Regions from separate parts of the Mus musculus genome. Here region 1 is linked to region 2. A link is a contact called in public Hi-C data. All regions are on one chromosome and are shown on one strand. Each heading gives the region's core, a stretch centred on a gene start, on an enhancer-like site or on the middle of the called end of the contact. The rest is flanking DNA. Distances are from core to core; before and after follow the strand shown.

Evidence for each region. A called contact is a pair of places that touch in the nucleus more often than the background predicts.
Region 1: a Hi-C map of cortical neurons shows a contact between it and region 2, with 5 times the contacts expected there. The contact joins two enhancer-like sites. A contact is called at or near these places in 7 of 484 Hi-C or Micro-C datasets (cerebellum, cerebral cortex, cortical neurons and 3 more), 7 of 115 datasets of contacts at active chromatin or transcription factors (astrocytes, embryonic basal ganglia, embryonic forebrain and 4 more) and 1 of 9 other capture datasets (embryonic tail).

The regions. Positions count from the first base shown.
Region 1 is chr1:42,251,587-42,256,337 of GRCm38.p6, reverse strand. No RefSeq gene overlaps it. Among named protein-coding and RNA genes, the nearest start is that of Gm28175, 3.9 kb to the left of the region's middle. Within about 2 kb of position 2,352, at least 4 of the 459 cell types and tissues checked have an H3K27ac peak or open chromatin away from gene starts, as enhancers often do. A contact at or near this core is called in cortical neurons, where this site is marked.
Region 2 is chr1:41,269,008-41,273,620 of GRCm38.p6, reverse strand. No RefSeq gene overlaps it. Among named protein-coding and RNA genes, the nearest start is that of 4930448I06Rik, 90 kb to the right of the region's middle. Within about 2 kb of position 2,425, at least 19 of the 459 cell types and tissues checked have an H3K27ac peak or open chromatin away from gene starts, as enhancers often do. A contact at or near this core is called in cortical neurons, where this site is marked.

The DNA.
Region 1 (4,751 bases), core at 1,103-3,602, 980 kb before region 2:
AGCCTGTGAACTTCGGCTCTGCTCAGAGATGGGCAGAAGGAAGGTAAAGGATGCCTTTCATGCCTCATTAGAATGCAGGGTTTACTAAACAAACCTCTATTTACAATAACAGGAGTGTTATTCGGAACAGGCATCTACTTGTTTGCCCTTTTTCAAGCATCAGAGACTATAAGTAGCTGATAAGAAAGGTATTCAATGTGAGATGTCCTATAATTCATCATAGTACCGTTTCCTTTAATAACTACTTTGCTCAAGTGATTGGCATGATTACAAGAAAATTACTTCAAATTATTCATCTCTTATCTTTCCTGTAAGATGTCCTAAGTTGGATGATAGTTAGCATAATGGGGCCCTATTAATTACTAATGTAGAAAGTCCTTCAAATTTGGGTAGAGTTTGTAGCCCAAATAACGAAAATACTGCCAAATTCAAACCTCCATCATGTGCTGCTTAAGATGATGCCACCCACTGTCTATTAGATGGAATGTCAAGAACATTTAATTCTTCCTTTGGAATTTGCTAAGATGAACCCTGCCTGCGTATGAGAAGCAGACACACAAAGAGCATTTATGTGCGTACACACACATGGGAGTGCACACATATACACACACAATGCTCTCTCTCTCTCTCTCTCTCTCTCTCTCTCTGTCACACACACACACACACACACACACACTCACTCACAAATGCACATACACTTGAGCATACACTCAATGCCCCAAAGTATTGATGCCTTCTGAAATGTAGAAATGATTAACATAAAATTACCACTTCAAGCTTATGGTGTTAATTCATCCATATTTTTTCTAGAAAGAAATAATTCTTGGTCGAGAATCTTTCCATTGCTAATACTGCCTTCAGTGATATATTTGGGGAAATGAATGCATATATCCACTTCCTCTCAAGCCATCATATAGTATAAAATTGTGTTAAACCTTGACAATTTTTAATGTATAGATAGGCCAGTGCTCGAAAACCATTTTTTATTTCTTCTCTTAAGTTGGGGGAGAAGGCATAGTAGAACCCCAATTACAGAGTCTCTTTTGTATGCATTCAGTTCGTTTGTCCCAGTTTGGCTACCTTTATTTCTATGCTTTGAAGACTCTTTGTCTTTTTCATAGTGCTGAATTTCTATTTCAGAAAACTTAAAAATATATAACTATGTTATTGTTTATGAACCAACACTGAGAATATAAAATCACATCTATTAGGTCATAACAATGTAGGCACCAGAAAGAAAACTCCCCTTGTAGGTAAATAGTAACTGCCAGTGGGGAACAATTAAAAAGTCCTTGAAACTTTGAATCTTTTCCCTCTTTACATAAACATCCAAAGCTGTTTTCAGTTGGATTTGCTGCAGTTGCACAAGCATACCCCCATGTATGTAAAGCTCAATATAAAAATTAAAAACGCACCGTGACCCGTATACTCTGATATCTAGAGAGCACCATGGCAGTGCCGCTCCAGCTTCTTTGCTAGTAGGAGCCTCCCTGTACTCTCCCCACGTCTGGCTCATTAGAAGACCGTCTGTCTAGCTTGCAGCCCTTCACAAGTTGCAGATGCGGTGCCTTCCTTCCATGAAGAGCTTTCGACCCTTCCTTCATGCTGGGGACTCTTTTCTTTCATCTTGTGTCTTTGCTCACCTGGCTGAGTCTGTAGTTTCCAAACTTTTTTTCCTTCCAACCACTGACTTATTTCCATGCGTGCTAGCTTTCTGACAGTCCCTGGGATCTGTGTTGCTGAGGCCACATCTTTGGGACCCTTCAAGTATCCTAGTAAAACATTGCTTATGTTTCTGTTGGCAAGGGACAACCTAGAATTTAAAATATAACTGAGCCATCATTCCCACTTAAATGTACAATGCTACTATGTAACAAACTCATTAGGATTTGTTTGATCAGATCAGTGGTAAGTAGGGAATAAAATTTAAGGCTTGTGGGTTAAGTCTGGATTACATCTATTTTACATTATATGATTGATCTTAGAATTTTCAGAAGGAAAATATATGTGTTGAATTATGTTTTCATTAATTATTGGTAACAATGCTTAAGAACTATATATAGAAGGTAAAGATTACTTCATCTTGCAGTATGTACAAAGCATTATACGATGTAACATTAATATTATTAAAAAGTGAGGTTTTTCTGTGTGTGTGCGCCTGTTTTCCCATTCTCTTCGTTTTCTGTCCATTTTGTGCCTGTTCTGAAGGATCTTACACAGTCAAACTTGGGAAATTTGTGCTTACTTGTGAGCAATTTAAGTCTTCTATTTAAAATTCAGGAAAGTAGTCTTGTTTGGGTGGCTTTTTCATGTGCAAGTTGCATAGTCTGGAACTTGGCCCTTCTCTGGAATAAATTAAATCCCAAAGGCCGTGTGAGCCTGTGCTTAGTCATGAGTGTCCCAAGAAAACTGCTTAGTCACTCCCTACCTCAGTTTCTTCACTTACAAGAAATGTTTTTGATCCAAACTATTTTTAAAACTTACACTTATATGCTTTGGAGAAAAGACAGACTGTGTAACTAAATCCTAACTGCTTTAGAATGCAGAGACCTCATGAAAGACACGGAAGGGAAGGGAAGAAGTGGGATCTTTGTTCTCTGAATGGCAAATTTAAATTCCTTGGAGACTTCTCCCATGTTCTTCATCAATTAAAATGCTCACAGATACAATGTGAGGTGATTTAGGGTTAAAGCAGTGGGCTGAGACCCGGAGAGTCTCTGAGCCCTCAAGTTGTACTTGGGAGTGTGGTCGGGCAGGGTGGCCTTCTGAGGAGTCCCTCCACTCTGGTACCCCATCCTCCACCTGTGACTTCTGCTCCTGGAATTCCATGGGAACAAAATTCAAAGGAAGATATAAGATAATAAAGAAACTTGAAACTGCAGAATCATGTTTTGTTGTTGTTGTTTTAAGAATGAAATTTAAAAAAATTTAATTCCATTGACCAATAGTCCTGATATGCATACGTGGCACTGATCCATTTAGAAAGATTGATTTAACAATTTTTGGGGGGAGGAGTTGGAGAGGTACATAATCTGATAATTCTCCCACCCTCTTTCTTCTTCTGTTTAAAAGTGTATCGACCCGTTGTATCAGCCAGGCAGTGGTGGTGCATGTCTTTAGTCCCAGCACTTAGGAGGCAGAGACAGGCAGATCTCTGTGAGTTTGAGGCCGGACTCCTGAGTCCAGGACAGCTAGGATTACATACAGAGAAACCATGTCTTGAAAAAAGCAAATCAAAACAAAAGTTAATCATTCTAACATAGAGTTACTTAAAATGTGAGTTATATTGCTGTATATTAAAATAAAGCATGGGTTTAGAAATTAAAAAAAAAAAAAAGAACAAAATCAGAGAGCCAGAAAGATGGACCAGTGCGTACCAGATGAGATAAGTCTGAAAACAGGAGCTCAGTTCCTGGAGCAAAGGACCAATGGCCAGAGGTTAGCCAGTTTGTGAACTTCCAGGATTCTCCAATATCCAAGTCTTATCTCACTGAAGCAGAACGAGGATTATAAATGCGCACTGCCACCCCCAGGTTTACCAGGGTACCAGGATCTGAATTCAGGTCCCCAAGATTTCATGGCAAACCTTCTACCCACTGAGCCATTTCCCAAGACAAAGGTTTTGTTGTAGTAGTTATTGTTATTGTTGTTGTTTGTTTGTATAAATAACCTTTGCAAGGTCTGTGGCAAGAAGAAATGACAGTGTGGATTTCAAACATCTTCTAACCACCTCAGCTGGGTAGCTTGGACTTGGTTACTTATTAACGGCTGTCAAGTCTCTGCTGTCTGCTTGTGGAGAAGATCATCCAGTGGACCATTTATCCCTGGCAGAATCCAGAATTCTTGGACATGTCCTGATTAACAGCTTATAGCATCACCCTGTCTCACTGAGGATAGCAGTAGCATTGCAACGAGTATGACTGGAAGACGAAAAGAAAGCATGAAATTATAAAATAAACAGATAGAGCTATGAAATGGCATAATGTTCTAGGACAGTTTTATTTCTTCAACCATGAAAATAAAACTTCCACATATTTGAAGTCATAAGGAAACCAACATCTATTACACATGCACACACACACACACACACACACACACACACATACATGCACACACACATACAAGCACACACACATAAGCTTTTCTAGTAGTAGAATACACACACATAAAATGAATTAAAGTAGAATTTCTATAAAAGGAGGCTAATAGTATCCCTACTAGACACCAAAGACTAAGAAATTAACAGCTGAGTGTCAGGATTGGACACTTCTTTTGGAATTGTTGGTCAATGGTGCCATAGATTCCCAAACAGTACAGACATTTTATCACTACTCCTGGTTACACTGCAGAACTTTCCAGACCCTAATTGTTGTAGATACAACATTCCTAAGTTTTAGAATATAAACAAACAAACAAACAACACGCAGCTACTGACCAGGAGCTTCATCCCTGTTGGCTGATTTTGTAGCACCAAAGGCAAGTAATTATTAGTCTTACCCAGCAGTGAGCCTGGCTACAGTAATGGGTGGCCAAGGAAAACATGCCCATGGGTACAGTAGTGGCATAAGCCTCATGGAGAAAGCAACCACCTTCTGAGTAGATTTAAGATAGCTCCACAAATGAAACCTATGAATTGAGCCATTACAGGGCCAAGAACCCATGGACAGACTGGCCAGGTCATATGCCCCAGAGGAGAACCAACTACTGTTTGACATGGAATTAAGTCAATTCTTAATGACTTTTCATCACTT
Region 2 (4,613 bases), core at 1,176-3,675:
CAGTTAGAGATTTTAGTTCTCTCCTGGATGCGAGAAACTTCGGGGATGCTCACCCTTAAACTTTTCCCACCCAGCAATATGTGGCACAGTAGAAGGAAGCCTTCTCTCTCCCAGTGAATTCAGTCCACTGTACTCTGGAACAGCACAGGGGCCCAATAGAGTATCCTTCTCAGCAAAAGAGACCTGTGACATTTCCAGACTCCCCTCTTCATTGACTCTATCCCCACATCAGACTGTGACAGCAGCATGGCCTAGCCCAGCTCTCAGCCCACAGCGAGCAATCAATAAACAGTGTTGACTGAACTATGACTGGAACACCCACCACTCCAGGCCTGGACTCAGAAGCCCTCATTCACGTAACCATCTGGGGGGACCTGCCATTTTGAAAGTTTTACAAACATTTTTCATACCATGAGTGTGTGAATGGAGTTAAGACGTTAGTATGAGTCCATCTCTCAAAGGCCCCAATCCTCAGCTCCTCTGAACTTGCCAGAACATGTCTCTTTCCCAGGAACGTTCACACCTGATGGCTCACTCTACTTACATGGAGGAGAGCAACTCCACTTTACCTAGAACAGGAAGTGTGTACACACAAAGATACATGCAATATAAAAGGCTTGGAATAATATATTTTTGGTACAATATTGCTTATCCCCAAGTCTACTAGCTGTCAAAAGCTGTATATAATTACACTCATTAAGAAAAACAGGCATATATTCAATTACCTCCCTGCTGCCAATGCAGGAAACAAAACAGTTTCCTTTTTTATTATATCAGATATCTTGGTTTATGCCATGCATGCTAAAGTAACCACTCCTTGAGGCTTGGAACTGCAGCATTTCCAGTATATCTGGAGGATTATAATTGCGCACACACATCAATTATGGATTGGATTCGGCATTTTCAGATACGCTCCCAGATCGCAAAGACAGAACAATGGTCTCCAGGCATTTCCAGGCCAGTTTGATTACAGGTGTAATACAGGCAGCCTTGTTAGTTCTTCCTGATGAGAGTTTCCTTTCCCTGGTGGGGTTCTGGGAGAGAAACTGACCACTGCCTTATACTAGCAATTTCTTCCCATTCCCCAGGGATGCTTTAATGAGCCCCTCGGACATGGCCAAAGGCAATCTTGTTCTCCAGCCCAGTGAGGTGAAAAGCTAATGCTTACCCTACCAGGCAAGCAATAATTAATAAGGTGTCTTTGATTTATCTCCATTCATTAACCAAGTTACAAGTTTGGGGGTCTTAAGGAACACTGGTTACCCTATGATTTTCATTTACAAGTATTGAATGAAATATCCATGCCAAGATACATTTAAAAAAAAATTAACTCACAAGGAAAATAAATGAACGTGGAATACTAATTGGGAGAGAGAAACTGACAGATACTGCGAAAGATTGATTTTAGGGAAAATGGAGAAATCTGTTTTGTGTTTATTTTAAGGACAGGAAATGAATACTGATTAGTAATGTATAGGCGGTTGCGAGGTACAGCATTTGGTAATGTTTTTGCTGGATATTTGATTTGTCTAAGTTTTTCCCAGAATTGAGATCGGATGCCAGTTATCAGAGTTAGTTTTTTGGTTTAATAGTTAGTTGGACTTCCTTGAATACATGGCTCTTAAATCAGGAGCATTTGCTGTGCCTTCCTGTGGGAAAATAATCCAAGCACAAATGTTACACTGTCACAGACAGACATGCCTTCTCAAGGGAGGCAGAAAGCTGGTGCGAGGAGGGGGTTAAACTTCTTCTGGCTTAGATTTTACTAAGAAATTGCTCTGAGTTTTTAACAGATATTACCCATTTGGACTCGCAGGGGTGTTGGAGTACTGCAGCTCTTCCCTCCTAAGTGTCATATGGAAATCTATTTATCCATCTCTCCACCTATGGATCTATTGAGTCTACCCATTTGAGGGTTTATCTGTCTAGGGTGAAAGCAAAGCAAAACAAACAACAAACAAACAGAAAACAAATGTACTTTCCAAAACAAGAATGAGTAAAAGATGTGTTACAGTAGCCCTCTGAGAACAGAAGGTATGAACTATGCAACTAGCACAGTAAAGTTCTCCCCCTCCTCCACCTCCTCTCCCTCCTCCCCCTCCCTCTTCTCTCCCCCTTCCCCCTCCTCCTTCTCTCCCTCCTCCTTTTCTCCCTCCTTCCTCTCAGTCCCTCCTCCTCTGATGGGAGGAGGGCTCAGCTCATTTGCATTTGTTGCTCTCTATTCTTGTTAGGGACCTGTCACTGAGGCAGAAAAAGAGGTGACTGTGGGAGGTAGCCTGGGACTCAGGCTGAGTCTAGCTGCTCCCTAATCAGCTTTTCCAGAACACTTAGGTTCTCTGAAGAAATTTGGAGAATAGTGGGACTGTCTATGGAATACATGGGCTGGTGTCCATCCTCTGAGCCTTCTCGGGAGTTTGGCAAGTGAAGCCCTGATGCTGTAGTGACATCTAAAGGCGGACTCTTCCGATGATGTCTCACTCTAGCCAGCTTTGCTTCCTGCTTCTAACGATGGCTTCTGACTAACTTCTCCCAAACCTACAGGAAGCAACTTTAATTTAGATCTCATTTCTCCATCACTATGGCTGGGAGTGGAGGTTTTCCTCCCATCTATGAATGGCTCCCTTGTGAATCGTATCTGGTTGTTTTTATTACTACTGCAAACTGTCTTCTGCTCTGACATTTATTATTATCTGGCCCCTTGTCTTGAGGCTAAAGCAGGCTAAAGAGCACAATCCTGTCCCTGAGCCAGAATTCTGTCTTCAGTGCAGAGCTACCTGCCCTGTCCTCTGTGTTACTGGAATTAACAGGATAGTACAGAGGCCCCATGCGTTCCCTGCAAAGGACAAGCTTTGGCCAGGACACCTGCCGCTGTCATGACTAGGCTGGGGCAGTGGTTACCAGTTGGAGTAAGGAAACAGCATTTTCACATCGACTGCCTGCACTTGAACTGTGCTTTTGTTTCTTGTTAAATAGATGGCCTGTCCCCTATCAGTCTCCTGTCATTCAATCTGCTTAGCTCTTTCCTCTCCCACAGCACTCAGGTGGGAACTGTTTACCTTGGTGTGGTCCATCACCCAGGCAAACGTGGCTAGCCGCCTATAGGCTCACTGCCAAGCATCAGGGGACAGTTCAATGATGGAGGAGCCCTCTGCCCTGCAAGACTGGCAGGTCCAAAATGCTGTGTTTGATTCTCCTTCACTACCTTTAGACAGACTGTTTCTGAACTTCATTCTGTTTGTGAACTTGAACCTGGGTAGAAAATTGGGCAGTGGACCTAGGAGGCAGTGAATATGCACACATGTGTTTATGTACTAGTGGTGTGTGTGTGTGTGTGTGTGTGTGTGTGTGTGTGTGTGTGTGTGTAACTGCATTGAACGGATGGGAATCTTTCTTTGCCTTTCTTTTCCCGTTTTTCTTTTCGTTTTTAAGTGGCCTTGATAAAAGACCCATAAAGCCAAACTGAATAGTTTGAAGTTAATAACACTCATGGTAAAGGCCCAGGCATGGGCCCACTACCCTGCTCCTGCCAGTAATCCTAGCTTTGGGGATCTGAAATTTCCTAAAGATGTCTTAGTGTCCCATACACATGTGCTCTTGTATGTTCATAATCCTTTTCACTGGCTTCTTAGCTGCATGCTTTGTATTTAATTTTTCCTTCTGACCAAGTAAATCCCTTCGGATGAAGTGACAAGGTCTCTTCAGCACCCATAGCTGCTGATAGCTGGTGCGGAGACCCTGAAAGACCACAAAGTGTTCCTCACTAGCCTTCTTCAAGGCCAGTGCCAGCCACCAGCTGAGCGATTCCTTAGTCTCCCCTCCAGGCATCTGTCCATTGAAGAGGCTCCCAGAGAAGGCTAAAGAAGAATAATAGATATTAATGTAAAAGACAATATCCGTGCTGTTGGCTTAACCACGCCTTTAATTAGGGACTTATTATACACGAATGCCATGGAACTTTTCATTAAGTCTGGTGTGACCCCTTATTACACTGCGTGAAGTGTATTCCAGCACCTGAAATACAAGCACAAATGTTTTGAAAGTGAAGCTTGCTGATAACCTTTGAAGCTATACTGCATTGGGCAGGATACATACTGTTTCCCCTTCCTCAGTGCAGTTTCCCTGAGAAAATTTTCACTTGTAATATATGCAATAGTTTTAAAGAAAAGTGAGAGGATGACTCTTTCTGGGTGGGCGGGATTTCCTTTGGTGAATTGCCATCGTTAGATGAAGTAAAGAGTCGATGAGAAATATACTCAAACAGATGAGAAGCAAGATGTCAAATGAGTGTGTGCGGTAGCAATAACTATCTCCTGTGTGCAATAAGCAGCCAAAATATTTACATTCTCAGGTGCCATTTCCCTAAGTTTTTTCTCAAGATCATAATAAAATAATAAATTCAGAAAATGATATTAATCTACTGACAATAGTATTTATTGTCAGTAGCTTTTATGTAGTAAGGTTGCCTAACAACAGAAATACACAATTGCTCACACATATACAAAACAAAAGAATAAACTAATACAACACTTCTAAACCTGGCTTGCTATAGATTTGTGTGCAGGCAAGCCCACCTTTTCACTGCAAATCATTTATTTTAAATCCTACTCTCATTT